Regions from separate parts of the Mus musculus genome. Here region 1 is linked to region 2. A link is a contact called in public HiChIP or PLAC-seq data. All regions are on one chromosome and are shown on one strand. The core of a region is the stretch at or near the end of the contact, and the rest is flanking DNA. Distances in the headings are between cores, read along the strand shown.

What was found. HiChIP or PLAC-seq counts read pairs in DNA pulled down with a chosen protein or histone mark.
Region 1: an H3K27ac HiChIP or PLAC-seq map of trophoblast stem cells shows a contact between it and region 2, with 11 read pairs. The contact joins two enhancer-like sites. A contact is called at or near these places in 1 of 115 datasets of contacts at active chromatin or transcription factors (trophoblast stem cells) and 2 of 9 other capture datasets (adipose tissue and liver).

What each region holds. Positions count from the first base shown.
Region 1 is chr5:90,380,467-90,386,867 of GRCm38.p6, forward strand. No RefSeq gene overlaps it. Among named protein-coding and RNA genes, the nearest start is that of Gm9958, 17 kb to the left of the region's middle. Within about 2 kb of position 3,080, at least 33 of the 459 cell types and tissues checked have an H3K27ac peak or open chromatin away from gene starts, as enhancers often do. A contact at or near this core is called in trophoblast stem cells, where this site is marked.
Region 2 is chr5:90,265,300-90,271,833 of GRCm38.p6, forward strand. It overlaps Ankrd17 (ankyrin repeat domain 17), which reads right to left. Exons shown (of 34, transcript NM_030886.2): 17 at 3,339-3,450; 18 at 3,033-3,178; 19 at 132-274. Among named protein-coding and RNA genes, the nearest start is that of Cox18, 45 kb to the left of the region's middle. Within about 2 kb of position 4,227, at least 3 of the 459 cell types and tissues checked have an H3K27ac peak or open chromatin away from gene starts, as enhancers often do. A contact at or near this core is called in trophoblast stem cells, where this site is marked.

The DNA.
Region 1 (6,401 bases), core at 1,830-4,329, 110 kb after region 2:
TGGGACAAGTTAGGCAGCATACCAGGCAATGAAGTTTACCAGATCCAGATGTAATTAATCGGGTAGATTAATCTGAAACTTTTAGAAGAAAAATGAAGCACAAGTTAGGGACAAGTGATTGACTGAAGAAAATGTATAAAGGTCAAGTGGTTGAAATGTTGTCGATGTGAAGAGTCAGTGTTGGAGGTTGGAGAAAAGACCAGGAGACAATGGCAAGTCATGAGCTGAGTCCATGCAAGCAGACAATAAGGAAAGACCATAATCAATCTAGAGCACTTAATGCTCTACAAGTGAGGGGCCAGACAGCCTGAAGCTGTCCATATTACACAGAAGTCAGTAGTGACTATGTAGGTCTGATTCTAGGGAACCGGTTAGAGAACACGATTAGATTTTCCAGGGTTTCCCCTGGACATTCTTACATTCTCTTTGGAAAGAGTCTCTCAATCTCTCTCAATTTCTCTCTCTCTTTCTCTCTTTCTCATTCTCTCTCTCTCTCTCTCTCTCTCTCTCTCTCTCTCTCTCTCTCACACACACACACACACACACACATTCTCTCTCTCATCTCATTTCCCCCCTCCGTCTCTCTTCTCTTCTCTTCTCTTCTCTTCTCTTCTCTTCTCTTCTCTTCTCTTCTCTTCTCTTCTCTTCTCTTCTCTCTCTCTCTCTCTCTCTCCTTTTACACTCTTACATATTTATTTTTACTCTAGTCACAATAGCTAAGGTAAGAAATGAGCCTAGATGTCTTTCAAGAGATGGATGGATACACAGTGGAAGTTTATTCAGCTCTAAGCAAAGATAGAATGATGTCATTTCTAGGAAAATGTCTAGAACTAGAGATAACTGTGCTAGGCAAAACAAGCCAAACCCAGAAAGGCAAATCCCACTTTTCTCCTAATATCCAGAGTCTAGACAGGAATATATATTAATATAAGAGGAGTTGGAGTGGTCTAAAGGAACTGGGGGTATATAATGGGAAAACAAAAATGCAAATATAATTTTTCTCATATCCAGAAAATATATATGAGAAAGGAAATCAGAAAGGGGAGTTTGTGTTCCAATTGTGTGCTGTAAGTTAGCAAGACCTGGCACGTCACCCAGGCACTTGACTGCTATGGTCTTCTCGTAAGGATTACTATTCATGGGCCTCCTCCTTCCATGTTCGCACTCACTGAGCCTGCAGACATCTGGAGTCTGCCTCTGGCTCCACTCCAGATCTATAGCTGTGCTCTTGTCCTTTTCACTAGACTTGGCAGTATTTGGTTTCCTGTTTTTGATTCTTGGCTTGCTCAAAAAATGTACCAATGGTCACTCTCACTCCAAAGCACTTTATTTTTACGATTCTGCAAGGAGGCAGCACCCACCTCTGGTCAGGAGCCACACTGACTCTCTCAAAATCAGTGGGCCGTACATGAAGATTCTCATCAGTAGTTATTCATATAGTTTTACTTTATTAATACCATTCTCATAGATGCAATGGCAAAGTCCAGATCACTGCTCACTGTTTTTGTTTGTTTGATTGATTCTTGGGGTTTTTTTGTTGTTGTTGTTGTTGTTTGTTTTTTGCTTCTCTTCAGTATTCAGAGTAGGTTGCAAAGGCACTGGATTCCTAGTGAAGAGCTAGAGCTATTACAATAAATCTAGGATATCTATATCTATATCTATATCTATCCTCAAAGTGAAGAGTTTCTGTTTTACAAATCAAGCAACTCATTATTGTATAGATTAAGGAACAGTCCTGAGCACTGGGTAGCTGCTGTGAGTGGAATCACAGAGTCTGAATCATCTTCTTCATCTTCAAGAGTAGTGAGCTAAATTTTTCAGGTATTCAAGAGACACTTATTGAGAACCTACCATGTATGTACTAATTATGGGACTAGAACTTGATACAACAGTGAACAAAATCAGGCCTGGGCCCTGATGTGCCTAAAGCTTAAATCATGCCAGTGCCAAAGAATGAAAAGAGGTTGTTATTCTCACTACTTCAGAGAACTATGGAGATCATGTTGCCAGGTGGGTCTAAGAAGCAAGCAAAGGCTAATCAGAGGGCCTAGAAGAATGGCTCACCAGTTGGAGTGTTTACTGCTCTGCCAGAAGATCACAGTTCAGATCCCAGGGCTAATGTCATGTGGCTTACAACCCCCTATAACTACCACTCCAAGGGATCTGCTATCCTTCTGACTTCCAGGGGCACAAGTATGCATGCAGAACATACACACACACACACACACACACACACACACACACACACACACCATAAAATGAATTAAAAGGACAGTCATAGAGTGGTATTGTAAGGATTTCTATCTTTATTCAAAGAAAGGTACACTGGGAAGGAGATGTATTTCAGAGCATGCTATGATCTGTGCTTTGAAGATGTTAGTTGCCTCTGTGGAAGTAGCCCAAAGGACACATGTCTACTAGCTGGAGGCTAACTTGGTAGATCCAAGAAAGATACTATGCTGTCTTAGACCATTACCTAAGCAGGGAGGTCAGTAGCAGTGGTGGAATTCAAGTAAAATGTAGAAGTGAGTTAATAAGGCTTACTGATTGGTTAGAGATAGACTATAATACTGCTCAAATTATGGATGCTTCAACTAGCCAGTCACTTTATAAAAATGCTCACCTCTCAAGCTTTGCTAAGAAAATGAAAGTCATCAGAGAAAACCTTCTTTCTTACCTGTCCACAGTTCTGCCCTTAAAAGGGGCTGAGGGAAGGTTGTGTCTTCAAGGGAGAGAGTGCTTACAGTTAAAGTAAGAGAACAGAGGACAAGCTCAGACATGTTTCTAAAGGTGATCCGGAGACTGTTGCATGTAGTTTTACTCTCTACCCACTGTGGCCCTGGGAAGGTGGCCCCCTACTGGAGATATCTCTGTAAGACTTGGCTGCCATTCTTAGCTCCTTACTTAAGTCTGGAAGACAGAGGACATGTCTATTGATCTGCAAAAAGGAAATGCAAGAAAATGATAAGAAGTGGTGAGTGGGAAATACTTTGTCAAACAAGGCAAGTACTGGTGAAAGGTACAGGAAAAACATTTTAAGGACTTGTGGCTAGATACTGAAATCAGCTGATCTTCTAGTAGAAGGCTTGCTTACTCACTGTGTATCAACATTGGAGACTTGTGTGGTGCCAGGTGGTGGCAGCTATACAAACGGTAGAAACTTTGTATCCAGGGATGTCCATACCTGCTTTGAGTCATTTTGGATCTCCTCCAGGATCTGGCTTGTATCAAAGATAGTGGTGTACTATGCATAAAGAAAACCAATGGGAATTGTGTCTATATTTTCTGATTTGAAAAAAGGGTACATAAAACTTTTACTATACAGCTAATTTCCCTGTAAGATTGATGACTAAGACATATGACTTATCAACTCTATAACTGTGACCATTTTCTTTCTAAGAAAATGAAGGAAGAAAATCTCTCTCACATTAGTTATAAAAAAAATACCTAGAAATAAACTTAACCAAGGAGGTGAAAGTTCTTTACACAGAAAACTTTAAGATGTTGAAAGAAAAATTAATGAAGACACTAGAAGGTAAGAAGCTCTCCTTTGTTCATGGATAGGCAGAATTAATATAATGAAATAAGCTAAAAGCTAACTACAGATTCAGTGAAATCCCATTAAAGTCCTAATGCCATTTATTTTTTTTTCACAGAGTTAGAAACAAATTTCAAAACTCACATGGAAACACAGAAACTCTAAATAGCTAACACAATCCTAAGCAGAAAAAAAAACACTGGATCGCAATACCCAATCTCAAAGTATTCTACAGAGCCATAGTGACAAAAACAGAATGATTCTGACACATAAGGCAACATACCAAGCAAAAGATCAGAATAGAAGATCCAATCCCCTTTCCCAAAAATAGAACAGGGCCTAGAGTGAGTGGTTGGAGTGTCTATGTAAGTGAGCTCCAGAACAGCCAGAGATACACAGTAAGATCCTGTCTCTACAAACAAACAAACAAACAACAACAACAAACCCAAATACAATAAAATAAACCCCTCCAGAAAACCAAATAACCCTATTAAAATGGGGTACAGAGGTAAACAAAGAATTCTTAACTGAGGAATGGCTGAGAAGCACCTAAAAAAAATGTTCAACCTCCTTAATCATCAGGGAAATGCAAATCAAGACAACCCTTGAGATTCCACCTCACACCAGTCAGAATGGCTAAGATCAAAAACTCAGGTGACAGCAGATGCTGGCAAGGATGTGGAGAAAGAGGAACATTCCTCCATTGCTGGTGGGATTGCGAGCTGGTACAACCACTCTGGAAATCAGTTTGGCTGTTCCTCAGAAAACTGCACATAGTACTACCAGAAGATCCAGCAGTACCACTCCTGGGCATATACCCAGAAGATGTTCCAACTTGTAATAGGGACACATGCTCCACTATGTTCATAGCAGCCTTATTTATAATAGCCAGAGGCTGGAAGGAACCCAAATGTCCCTCAACAGAGAAATGGATACAGAAAATGTGGTACATTTACACAATGGAGTACTACACAGCTATTAAAAACAATGAATTCATGAAATTATTAGACAAATGGATGGGTCTGGAGGATATTATCTTGAGTAAGGTAACCAAACCACAAAAGAACACACATGATATGCACTCACTGATAAGTGGATATTAGCCCAGAAGCTCAGAATACCCAAGATACAATTTACAAAACATATAAAACTCAAGAAGGAAAACCAAAGTGTGGATACTTCGATCCTTCTTAGAAGGGGAAACAGGATACCCATGGAAGGTGTTACAGAGACAAAGTGTGGAGCAGAGACTAAAGGAATGACCATCCAGAGACTGCCCCACCTTGGGATCCATCCCATAAACAACCACCAAACCCAGACACTATTGCAGATGCCAACAAGATTTTTTTTGACAGGAGCCTGATATACCTGTTTCCTGAGAGGCTCTGCCAGTGCCTGGCAAATACAGAAGTGTGTGCTTACCGTCATCCATTGGACAGAGCACAGGGTCCTCAATGGAGGAGCTAGAGAAAGTACTCAAGGAGCTAACGGTGTCTGTAACTCTATAGGAGGAACAACAATATGAACTAACCATTACCCTCCAGAACTTGTGTCTCTAGTTGCATATGTAGCAGAGGATGGCCTAGTAGGCCATCAATGGGAGGAGAGGCCCTTGGCTTTGGGAAGGTTCTATGCCCCAGGGACAGGAAGCAGGAGTGGGTGGATTGGGGAGCAGTGGGAGAGGGGAGAGGATAGGGGATTTTCAGAGGGGAAACTAGGAAAAGGAATAACATTTGAAATGTAAATAAAGAAAATATCTAATAAAAAAAGAAAGAAAGGCTGGGCATGGTGGCGCCCTTATTCCCAGCACTCAGGAGACAGAGGCAGGCAGATTTCTGAGTTTGAGGCCAGCCTGGTCTACAAAGTGAGTTCTAGGACAGCCAGGGCTATGTAGAGAAACCATGTCTCAAAAAACAGAAACAAACAAACAAAAAAACCGAAAGGGTTTGGTTTGGTTTGGTTTTGGTTTTGGTTTTTTGAGACTGGGTTTGTCTGTGTAGCCCTGGCTGCCCTGGATTTCACTCTGTAGACCAGGCTGGACTCGAACTCAGAAATCTGCCTGCCTCTGCCTCCCAAGTGCTGGGATTAAAGGCGAAAGCCACCACTGCCCGACTTTATATTATTTTATATTAATAAATATATTTTAAGATGGTAATCTTCAATATGTTTTAATGTAATATTATCATAATCCCTCCCTCGCTCCCTTTCCTCCCTCAAACCCCTCCCAGGATCCCCACAACTCTCAGTGATAGCTTCATTTTCTTTATTATTACGTATCCACATGAATAGATGTGTATATGTGAATGTTTAATTATGTATAAATACAACCTGCTGAGTTCATTCTTACTGTCTGTGTGCATTTGGTTTCAGAAAGAAAGGAGGGAGGGAGGGAGGGAGGGAGGGAGGGAGGGAGGGAGGGAGGGAGAGAGAGAGAAAGAAAGGAGGGAGGGAGGGAGGGAGGGAGGGAGGGAGAGAGAGAGAGAGAGAGAGAGAGAGAGAGAGAGAGAGAGAGAGAGAGAGAGAAAGAAAGAAAGAAAGAAAGAAAGAAAGAAAGAAAGAAAGAAAGAAAGAAAGAAAGAAGTGCTTGTGAGCCACCATGTGGTTGCTTCAAATTGAACTCAGGACCTCTGGAAGAGCAGTCAGTGCTCTTAATCACTGAGCCATCTCTCCAACCACTTCCTTCCACTTTTAGGTGGTACTTTGTTTGATGTTGGCGATCTTTTTGTTTGTCTGATTTTTGTTTGTTTGTTTGCTTGCTTTGTTTTTTGAGAAAAGTTCTTACTATGAAGCCCAGCATAGCCCAAAATTCATATCAATTGCCTGGCCTCAGCCTTTCAGATTGCTGGGATCACAGACTTGAGTT
Region 2 (6,534 bases), core at 2,977-5,476:
ATTTGAATAAAACCTATCTTAAATTTTTATTTCAAATTATAAAAAAACTGTTTAAACCACTAAAACAGCATTCTCCAAAGATTTATAGCACAATATTCTTAATGAAATTTCTATAGACAAGTAAAGCTTGCCTTGAATTGATCTCAGCTCCTGCATTTAGCAGTATTTTGATGATGTTCACATAGCCACCAGAAGCAGCCAGGCTTAGAGGTGTATAATCAGAAACATTCCTGTGTTCTTTATTTGCACCGCGAGCTAACAACAACTCCACCACCTAAAGGAGGGAAAAAAAGGTAGACTATGTTTTCTAAAGATAATGATAATTTTAGATGTATCTTTCCGGTTTCTGTTATATAAGGAAATAAGTTCTTTCATTCTTACAGCCTCAGATGACAACAGCCTTATAAAGAGCTCACAGAAGATTCAAACCCCAAAAGTTTGGGAGAATATTCAGAAATGAGTACTTTTGTTATTTCTATATTTACAAAAATAATTATCCAAGATCCATTTTATCTACACACATGAATCACTTCAAGCACTCCTCTTTTTTGGACATGGTGATTACCATGCAGGCCAGGCTGATAATGGATAAGATGTGACTGCCTCTCAGGCCTGAGCACTGGGACTAATGGCAATCTGTATGGTGGTTTTTGTTGTCGTTGTTGTTAAGCAAACAGAAGAGTTGAAAATTGTTTTCCATATATTGGCAACCTAAATAACCTTAATATATTAGTCTGTGCCTGTGGGCACAGCACTAAATCTTAACTACTAATAGTTGTCTTGGATGTATAATTCTCTAAGATGCAGCTGGAATTATTCCAAGAGCAGTTAGAAATAACTCCATCAACAATGCAGGAGCTAAGGCTGACACTACTGCTGGGACTCAAGTGCACTTTTCTCTGAGAGCCAAATGTTGAGTATCAAGAGCTTTTTGGCCATTCAGAGACGTGTCTGTTAAAGCCCATTTATTTAGATAAAGATATAGATTACTTTCATTAAAGCCAGCAAGAGTAAGTGGCTTTCATTTTTTTTTTTTTTTTGTATGGTTGCACATATGCAGCCTCATAAGGAAGGTGGCAGAGAGCAGAAGCAACTTTCATTAGTTGGTTCTCAGTTTCCATCTCACTGAGGCAGAGAGTCTCTTGTGCACTTTGACACAATGAGCTATTTTTCTGTTTTGTTTTGTTTCTTTCTTTTTCTTATAAAATTTGTTAGCCGGGCGTGGTGGCGCACGCCTTTAATCCCAGCACTCGGGAGGCAGAGGCAGGCGGATTTCTGAGTTCGAGGCCAGCCTGGTCTACAAAGTGAGCTCCAGGACAGCCAGGGCTATACAGAGAAACCCTGTCTCGAAAAACCAAAAAAAAACCCAAAAAAAAAAAAAAAAATTTGTTAATCAGCATGTGTGTGGGAAATCATAAGTCAGGCTGCGGCAAGTCGCTTTGTATGCTGGCCTAGCCATAAGCCTACTCTGCATTACTTTAATGGAGTGTTTTATTGTATAGCCATGACCTAGGACTATATAGGCTAAGCTTACATTAATTCTTCTACTTTTCCTCCCAAGTCCAGGGATTACAAGCATATGCCAATAACAGGCACAAAGCATATCTGTTTTAAATATTTTGAGTGTTCTACAGTACCTATCACAGGACAAATGTGTGCAAATTCTAAATCTCATTATGTAAAGGCAATGTTCTTGTAATTTTATATTGATTTTTCCAGATCATACTAATTATTTCAAAATACCTGTTGTAATGATACCAAATAAGAGCAATGTGTTTATAGGCAAGAGTTTTCCATCAGAAGTAACTTATATCTTGGTTATGCTTTGATGTATATTAAGTTGAAACCCAATGCCTTAAACATGCTAATCAATCATATTTATTAATAAGTTTACCTCTAGCCCACCTGTTTTTTTTTGTTGTAAATAACCCAAAAAAGTATGTCCTATTGTTTTAAAATCAAGGAAATTAATTTACATTTCTCTGGTTTAAAAATAAAATATCTGTTAATTTGTGAAAGTAGTATTTAAAGCTAACTCATGATTAGGACTTATAGAAGACTTAACTGCAAAATTTTCTGCCACTGAACTTCTATCTGGAATGGATATTTCAAGCTAAATCATGATTAGGAATTGACAGGAAGCTACTGTGGAGGTGTGAATAGCAATAGCCCCCATAGGCTCCTACACTGAATGCCTGGTCATAAGGGAGCAGTGCTTCTTGAGAGGGGTCAGGTGGTGTGGCCTTTGCTGGATGAAGTATGTCACTCAGGGTAGGCTTTCAAGTTTCCAAAGCCCACACCAAACCCAGAGTCTCTCAGAAATGAGCTCCTACAGCTTCGAATGCTGCCATGACCATAATGGACGAAACCTCTGAAACTGTTAAGGTAGTCCACAACTGAAATGTCTTCTTTTATAATAGCTGTAGTCTCTTCACAGCATTAGTACACTAAGACAAAAGTTTTTGGTTTTTGGTTTTGTTGGTTTTGTTATGTGCACTGTCTCCATGGGTGGACTACAGCTCTCTACAAAGACCAAGTTGATCTACAAGCCTGAGATTTGCCTTCCTCTACTTACAGAGTACTAATATTAAAGATACAAGCCATCACACGCTCCTGATTTTTCAATGGATAGAAATTGTAACACCGTCTAGATTTAACATTGGATAGAATTTGTGTTGTGTGTGAGCATGTGCAGCAGCGAGAACGGGGGAGGTCAAAGGAAAACTTCAGAAAGCCTCTCTCCCCTCCTGCCTGGAGATCTGGAGTCCTCAGGCGGGCTCAACAAGCCTTTTACACTGAACAGGAAACTACATGGATGACAGGGCAATTTCTAAATCTAAAACTGGAAAGTTGTGACTCCAAAAAGATAGTATAACTGGTGTATTTAACCTGTTTCCCCTATACAATATATGACTTTTCTCGGAACATTGTATTAACCGTATTCCTATACAGTAATTTCAATAAATCAGGCAAATATTTTCCTATATGGAAAACAAATATATGAGTTCATATTTGCTAAAGAGAAAAGTTACCTCCTGCCTGCCCCCAGAACAAGCCAAGGACAGTGGTGTGTCCTTGGTTCTTTCTGACTGGGCTTCAATGTCTGCACCATTGTCCAGCAATATCTCTACAACACCAACATGACCAGCTGTAGCAGCCAAGATGAGTGGAGTAAAACCTGGGGAAAGAAAAAGATCATCTTACTATATGTTAAGCAAAGAACCAGTAACAACTCTTTTCCAATACACCTAAGCACCAATACTTGGCTATAAGCTGTTGATAAATACATAGTTTCTATAAACATTCCATAAAGAAAAACTGACAAAAATAAGGGCTACCTTTCTTGTCTCGATGTTCAATACTAGCTCCTCTCTCTAGTAGTGTTTGTACCAGTTCCTCATGGCCACCAGCACAGGCAAGTGTTAGTGCAGTATCATGATTACTCTCAGTCTGTTAAAAAAAAAAAAAAGAGATCAGTTTAGTTTATCTGAATACTTTCCAGTGTTAATGAGAAGCACAAAGATACATATGTACCACTCTATTATGTGAGGACATCAAAATCTGTGGTCCATGCTAGGTTGGAATGTACAATATCCTGCCTCAGGCCTCCTCAAGTACTAGGATGCTATGTGGTTTACTAACAACTCTTCTATCAATGACTAGCCAAACTATGGTTTGTTTTTCTTTTAGGGTGGTGATTCTGAAACTTCATAGCTCAGATTTGCCTTAGTTCAGGATGACCTTGAACTCTTTTTCATTGCGATCATCACCACTGGAGTGCTGAAATTAGAAGCCTCTTCCATATGCTAGCTTCAGTGACTTACATAGTACAAAGGCTACTAAAACATTATATTCACTATTTTTAAATAACATTGTTTAAATTTTTGAGATGGAACATCACTGTACTAGGTTGGTTTTGAACTTTTATCATTCCTTCCTTTATCCTCTGCCTCTTTACTATTAGAATTTATAGAGCGGTGTCACCATACCTGGTCTATAATTTATATGCTATATATATATACATATGTTATACATATATAAAATATACACACACATATATAGACGTGCATACATGCACAAACCTTCACATACACACTAGTTGAGATATGGGTAGATAGGTGGTTCCAAAGGAAAAAATGCGGAGAAATGCAAATGTAGGAATGGCAGGTAGCCAGAGCCTAGCTGAAAATAGAGTCTAAAGAGGAAAGGACTACAGAGAGAGTGCTCTGAAGATCAGCAGAGAATTCTTCTGATGGCTTCAGGCGATTTTCACTAGCCTGTGTACATGAGGAAATAATCATCGAGAACGAAAAACCAGCAGAAAAGATCAGGTATAACATTGAGAATGGGAACAAAAGGTTAGGAATAGAGGACTACTAGTTAGAGCAGAAAAATTTACAGCATACAAGATGAAGACTCCTCCATACAGAGACCAAGTTGGTTGTTTTGACATCCCCTTCCCTGCCACAAACCACCCCAAGCTAAAAGCCTTAAAATTTAAAGAATGTAGCAGGCATAGTTTCACATGCCTTTAATCCCAGTGCTTGGGAGGCAGAGGCAGAGCCAGTTCCACAAAGAAACTCTGCTTTGAAAAAGAAAAAAACCCAAAACAATTGTTTTCAAGTAACCTAATTGTAAATAAAGGCCCTAAATTCTTTAAGAGATAAAACACGTGAAACACACTGTATTTTGAAAACTGAAGGCTAATCATGCTATTAACTTCTGGAGTAATGTGTGAATACTAACAGATTCACAACCCTTTTTTTTTCTTTTTGAGACAGGATCTTACTCACTTATGAATGCTGTGAATACAGCTGAATGCCACTGTACCTGGCTTTTGAGATAGGGTCTTACTATAGCTCTTGGGGGCCTGGAATATTCTTTGTGACTCAGGTTGGCCTCAAACTCAGAAAACTGCCTGGTTCGGTTTGCAAAGCATTTTTTAACTTAACCAGTCTGACTAAAACATTGCAAAATGTTTTAGGTAGTCTGAAAAAAATGAAGATGTGAATGTACTTTTTCCACTATGTAGTTGGATTTAAATATAAATAAAAGTATTTCCAAAAGAAATCCATGTATAAAATTGAGAAGTCTGACAAGCTCACAAACTGGGTAAGAGGAGCCTCTGTAATGGGGTCTTTCAATACGAAAACCATTCTCAGGTGATAAACTGACCATGTGCTTTGCAATCCTTTAAGTCATGCTTTGAGACAGGGTCTATGTAGTCCTCTCTTGGAACTCTATATGTAAACAGGGCTGGTCTTGAACTTACAGAGATCTGCCTGCCTCTGCCTCCCAATGTATTATGGTGGGTTTTCTTTGGGGGACTGGCCTCACTCTGAAGACAGACACGACTTGCTTCCTGAGTACTGAGATTAAAGCTATGTGTCATCATGCATGGCTCTTCTTGTTTTTTAACACAGTAATTAAAAATGTTCTAAATTATGTGTCTCTACTTTCCTTTGTGGTTTCTTTGTTCTGACATTTGTCTTGCTATGTAGCTAAAGCTGGCCTGGGAACTCACAATCCCACCTGAACTCAGTAAGAGTAGAATCACTGTCATATGCAACTGTATCAGGCTAGCTCCATTTCATCTTAAAAGATGTTTATATTCTATTACCATAGTGTTTATCTATCCACAGATGATTTAAAAAATTGTCTTTGTTATGCTTGTTTTTGAGAGGCTCTCACTATATATAGTCCAGACTAGCATTGAATTCAGAGATCTGTGCATGCATAGGGATTAAAGACTTGGTGCCCATGGAACTCTTAAAAAGCTAAGGAACTTATGCTGTTTTCTCTTTTTTGTTCAGGAAACATCAATGGAATGTTCAATGAATGACAATAGCTGTAAAAAAGTCACATAACCAAAGACTTACTAATACAGATTTATATAAAATATTTATGTTCTTCTACACTAATATTTACATAATAAAAGCCTCCTAGTAACTATAAGTGCCAAATTCCATTACAAAAAAACTAAAAACAAGACAAAAAGTGTAACTGATCAAGAGTCAAGAAATGAGAAAAATCCTATTAGTCAGTGATGGAGAGGGAGCCACAATAGATGCTCTGCAGAAGAGCTGGCAGAGACACAGCCACTGACTGCAGAGATCAGGGGTGGCCACAAGGGAGAGACGCACCAACTACAACAATGGAGAAGGACATGAAACGTCAATGAGTCACAGTTCTGTTTCAGTATATGCTCTTCATTTCATGTTTTACATTAAAAAAAAAATGGAAAGAAAAGAAACTGTGTCTTATTTCAGAAAAAAGGAAACAGAAACTCAGATTTTGATGGCCACATTAAACTGTCTACTAAAGATGGGCTTTTAAAGAAGGACACTCTATATATCAAACCGTATCACAAAGAAAATCTACAAGTATTCTGAGACTGTTAAAAATACCTGTCCTACCCTACCCACAGTCTCTGTATTTATATGCAATCTACAGATAGGTTTAGGTTATGAGGTGTAAAAATTCTTCTGGAGAGTAATTTATAATAGCAATGTCCCACTTAAATGCAGAAAAATA